2 separate regions of the Zea mays genome follow, and region 1 is linked to region 2. A link is a contact called in public Hi-C data. All regions are on one chromosome and are shown on one strand. The core of a region is the stretch at or near the end of the contact, and the rest is flanking DNA. Distances in the headings are between cores, read along the strand shown. Region 1 holds the start of LOC100284980. Region 2 holds the start of LOC103627615 (transcription factor bHLH49).

Region 1 (2,700 bases), core at 33-2,532, 180 kb before region 2:
TGCCAAATTTAGAAACTAGAATAGAATTTTAGTTTCTATATTTAGCAATTTTGCAACTAAAATGGAATAAAATGTAGGAACTAAAAATTAGTCCCTAGAAACCAAACACCCCCTTAGTTAACATCTCTAGAGAGCGCACCAATCATCATGTCTCCTTTTTTGTTTGTTTGTTTGTTTCTTATGTGGACCTATTGCTGCTCTAGGCTCTAGAGATAAGGCTCTCTCCAAGATCACATCCACTTCACTGCGGCTGGTTGGGGTGCCTCGTCATCCTGAAACAAGGAACCACAACGACGGGTCACTGCTATCCCTTGGCCGAATATTGCAAAGATGTGAAAGCTAGTTTCGGTATATGCACTCTCATGCAACACAACAGAAGAAACCACTAGTTAAAATTAAAGAGCCCCCCACCTATAACATGTCATAAGCACAACGCCTCTAGAGCTTTGTTCGGTTATTAGGAATAGATTGAAGGGGATTAAATCTCTTGCTAGTTAAAATTGAATAAAAATATATTTACTCGTCCTTAATCCCTTTTGATCTAGTACAACCGAATAAGGTCTTAAGGTAATTAATAGGGTTTTATATGGTGGGGGTTTTATATGTGAAAGCATATGACAATGATAGTCAATAGTCAAGCCCATGCATGCACACAGTTTAAAAGGCGAGTGAAGGGGGGAACAGAAGGAACAAGCTAGAAAAAAGGCATGCTGAAGATTAGAGGGATCTAGAAAAAGATAGTCCAGGTGGACAATGGAACGAAGAGTAAGTGAGTAACGAATACATCAAGAAAACAGAAGCAACAGTTATACTGCACGTACCAAAGGCTAGCGTGCTAGACAGCGCAGTAAGAGGATGTACGATGCAATGCAATGGCTTATAGATCGAGCAGAGATAGATGCTAGAGAGAGCAATGCATTACACTCTACTACCTCTTGTCACCGTTGTCCCTGCCCCAAGAACTGCTGCTGCTGCTTCCACTGCCACCAGCACCAGCACCAGCAGGGCTGCTGGACTGGGATCCTCGGCCGCCTTCTTCGGTTTCGATGTGCTTCACGTCCGTCTTCAGGTACTTGTAGTGCCTCTTCACGTCCTCGGCTGTCTTGCCGCAGCCGACTGCCCGCGCAACGTTGTGCCAGCGGTCTGGTGTGTCCTTGTCATATACTGCCAGCGCACGCTCGAAGAGATTGTTTTGACTCTCGGTCCAGGACGAACCCATTGTTTTATCTTCACTCAGCAAGAGAAGACACCTAGCTAGGAGAGATGCAGGGCAAGCAATGGCTGCTGCCTGTGTCTGTTTGGATCAAGGAGCGAGTGCTCTTTATATAGAGGGAGCTAGCATCGAATAATACCAAGTAGATGTGGGGTTACAGAACAAGTTGGCAATTCTGTATAGGACGGAGGAAGCCATATGAGTAAGAGCAAGAGGTGTCATTGCTCCAGCCTCCATTAATTCCCCAATGTGTTACAAGTTGTTGGGAGAGGAGTAACCAGAACCTCAGCTTTGCTGGGGAAGATGGCGAACTTTTTATTTCTTTTCCTACGCGTCCAATCTTCATAAAAAGATTCTCTTGCATGCGCAGTCCATAAGAAGTGGGTCAGTCTTCACTACTACCTTCAGTTCTATTTCTTTCATATTGATCAGAACCTTCTAACTAGTATGATATCATACTCGGTAGAAGTTAACAGACATTTGAACATATATATGCCTATATGTGGCCTTCCCTTAATTAGAGAAAGAGAATCTTTTATTGGACCAGAAAGGGTAGGGTTACTTATTCAAAGCACTTACAAAAACTAATGGACAGAGAATAAAGATATGAAAAAAAAAATAGATATAGCATTCTCTGATCAACGAATAAATTGGGCCAATCCATCTCAATTATCAGCCCCTTTTAGTGTTATCGTGACATACTGGATTTTTTATTCAGCAATGTATCGGCAGATAGAATAGAACTTTGTTGGACACAGGCCCCAAGAGAACATGGAAGTCTAGAATTCTACCCTTCTGAGATCTAAACAACACTATTATTAGGGATGAAAGTGGTAATCCGAACTGTTAGAACAAATTTAATATTTTAAAATAGATATGTATAAAATTTGATGTTGATCTTTTCTTATGTTATCAAGCACATTAGTACAAATATGAATAAAATATTATATAAGTTGTTTTATGTATTATTTGTTCTCTACAACACAAAAAGTTGAAAAAATTACCGAATTTGTTTCCGAATCCATACCGAAGTTTATATCTATTATTTGAGAAAATGTAGGATGAATTTGAGGTTTACCTTTTATGAATCTTAACAAGTTGGATATTAAAAATAAGAATACAAATTTGTATTGTATATTCTATATCCTATTTATTCGCAATCAAAGAAAAAACTGATTACCGAATAGATATTGTTTCCGACCGTTTTCATCCCTAACTATTATCCAGGAAAAACTTAACCAAAATTTAAGAATATAGTACATATATCATTTTTTTTCAAATGGTTGAACCCTTCTAGCTTCTTCAATTTTGTTTGCTGCCACATATTTATTCTGTAAGTTGAGCACAATGTTTAGTTGAACTTTTACACAGGCTACAGAGAAGTTACTTTCTCCCTGGATCTACATTGTTACGTAGAATACTTCTCTAAAAAACAACACTATTCCAGAATTTGTATCTCAAGAAAATTATTAATAATGTTTCTGGCT
Region 2 (2,741 bases), core at 206-2,705:
TTTAATGCCATTTTTGTAATGATCAAACTTTGCTCCGGTAGTTTGGGAGTTTGTATGATAATGTTATAGGTTATTCACCCCATATAGCAATCTAAGTTCTTTCGAGTGGTATGAGAGCTTGGTTGCCACAAATTTCAAGGCTCAATAACCTATGGTGTAAAAGATGGTAAGCCACCTCATTTTCATTTTCGCAGAACAAATTATGATTATTGAAAAAAAAAGATGATATGTTTGTATTTGAAGATATGAGCCCAGTTTTTTTTGTTATTATAAAGCTCGTTTCCGGCGGCTTCGACATAATATTCGCTACAATCTGAGAATCGATAAAACAGTCATTTGTAGCCAACTTAATCCATTTAATTTTTTACAACCACGTGAACCGACCATTTTGTCCCTGCTCTGTTTTGGGATGATGATCTACCAGCAGTCCAGGGCGCTGTGAATTCCTTGCCGGTGCTCACTTTGCCCAGCGGAGCAAAGTTCATGGTGCTTTGGTCCCTTCATCCGCCGCTGCCTTGTTATTCATGCTTTCAAGGTTTATCCTTGCTTAACGAAGAGAGACAGTTTGGCTGGCCTCCCCGCTGGCGTGGCGAGGTTGGCTGGCTTTGCCGAAGGAGGCAACATGGTGAGAGATCCAACACGTACATACGTGTTACTGTGGAATTTGGAAAGCTGACGTGGCAGATAACGTGTGGTCAGGCCAGAACAGAGGAGATAGAGCTGTCCAAGCTGTTATTGCTTGCAGCAGGCTCCGTCCTTTTGCAGCATCACCATCAGGGGAAATTCAGAATGGCTGTGAGCAACACTGCACACGCACAGCACAGCTAGAAGCCAACCCTGAGTAGTTGATACTAGTTCTTCCCCAGCCATTCCTGAGCCTCAAAAGAGAAGCCTTTGCCGCTTGCACTCTTTTCATACCTCCCCGATCTCCATCGAAAGCTTCGTATGGAACGCGTGAAATTTTGAAGATGCCTATGCATGAATTACAAGATGCTAAAAAAAGCTGGCTTTGGGGATGCCCTGATGCGTTGCAGTTTATGCGTAACTGAAGGCACTCGGCCCCGGGCAAATTGGGACCCTACAATATTGCCAGCTGAAACACACCACCGTGCCCAGCCCCAGCCCTACCTCACATGATCGCACCGCACCTAAAGGGAGGGCCAAATCCAATCTCAATCTCCCACGGCCAAGTACCATCACCCCCACCCCAACGAAAGGGAGCCGGGCTCCCCTATCTATATCCACCCGTCCTTCTCCCTATATATATGGATTGGGAAATTTTTCAGGAGGGCAGAGAAGCGAAAGGGACGCGCAAGCTCCTTCACCCACCCTCCCCCACGCCACACGCTCCTCCTACATAACCACGCTGCTTCGATTCACTCCTCATCGGTGGCTCACGACCGAGCTGCTGAGGCAAAGCTTGTCCCGCAGTCCTTCCCTTAGCCTTAACACTCGGAGTTGATCCCGTCTCCGGGGGAAGCAGCTGGTAATAATGGCGCGGTGCCAGGGGACCGTTGAGAGCCTCTGCCAGGGGCTGCTCGACCTCGACGACGACAAGTTCGGTGCAATGTGCAGCGCCTTCGGCTACCTCCAGGAGTGGCCGGACCTGGGTGCCGCCATGTGCGGCGCCAATCTCGCCGTGCCGCCTGCCGTGGCGACGCCGAGCGCCGGCGACGGCAACGATTCCTCCTCTTGCAGCGTCAGCGGCGGGTTGAGGAAGAGGAGGCCGGACGCGTACCTCGATGCCAAGGTGAGAGGTTCAGGCATGGACGGCGGTGCTGCTTCTGCTGAATTGTCAAGTCTTTGACTGACAGTTGTGTGTCAAAAAAAAAACTGAAATTGGCAGGGTGGTGCGAACGGCATGAACAAGAGACCCAGAGGGAAGCAGCAGCCGTCTGGCCTCTCTGAGATCGCGGCGGCGCCCGGGAAAGGGAAGCAGGAGAGGCCAAAGGCTGGCACCAAGAAGAAGGCCGAGGCTGCGGCGGCGGCGGCGGCTGCCGGCCAGAAGACCGACTACATCCACGTCCGGGCCCGCCGCGGCCAGGCCACGGACAGCCACAGCCTCGCCGAGCGGGTAATATTAACAGCCGCATTACTGAACAAACTTTTTTTTTTGCGTGCTCCATGCTGCTCTGCTCGTTCGTGGGCACCGACGACCCTGCCGCGTGCGTCAGAACTCATGGCCTGATGGATTGGCGCGCAGGTGAGGAGGGAGAGGATCAGCGAGCGGATGCGGTACCTGCAGGAGCTGGTGCCCGGGTGCAGCAAGGTCACGGGCAAGGCCGGCATGCTCGACGAGATCATCAACTACGTCCAGTCCCTGCAGAAGCAAGTCGAGGTACCGACCCACCGGCACCGTCCTGCTTCATCTTCCCCGCTTCTCCCAGCTAGCCAGCTAGTTATTCCGCGATCGCTCACCGCCGGGTCTCCTTGCGCGCAGTTCTTGTCCATGAAGATCGCCGCTTCCAACCCGGTGGTGAGCTTCGACATCGTCGAGGACCTCTTCGGCCGCCAGCTGAAGCAGGCGTGCGGCCCGGCGGCCGGCCAGCTGGAGCCGTCCTGCCTTCAGATGAGCATGAGCCCCATGCAGCAGGTAGTGCACCCGTCTGCAGCGGCGGGCTCCACTGGCTTTGGGCCGCTGGACATGGTCCTCAGCAACCTGTACGCGCCCGCCGCCGCAAGCTGCCCTGTGTCGGCTGCCCCGTCGGTCTCGGTGGCCGCCGGACCGTCGACCATCGAGC

The links. Hi-C and Micro-C count contacts between places; a contact is called where the count stands out from the background.
Region 1: a contact with region 2 is called in a Hi-C map of leaf, with 6 times the contacts expected there. The contact joins the promoter of LOC100284980 here to the promoter of LOC103627615 in region 2. A contact is called at or near these places in 7 of 25 Hi-C or Micro-C datasets (bundle sheath, ear, endosperm and 3 more).

The regions. Positions count from the first base shown.
Region 1 is chr5:209,203,507-209,206,206 of Zm-B73-REFERENCE-NAM-5.0, reverse strand. LOC100284980 reads right to left here and starts at 1,282. Exons shown (of 2, transcript NM_001366709.1): 1 at 933-1,282; 2 at 1-272. The coding sequence starts at 1,219. The coding sequence ends at 242.
Region 2 is chr5:209,022,958-209,025,698 of Zm-B73-REFERENCE-NAM-5.0, reverse strand. LOC103627615 (transcription factor bHLH49) reads left to right here and starts at 1,455. Exons shown (of 6, transcript NM_001301516.1): 1 at 1,455-1,750; 2 at 1,847-2,074; 3 at 2,204-2,338; 4 at 2,441-2,741. The coding sequence starts at 1,493.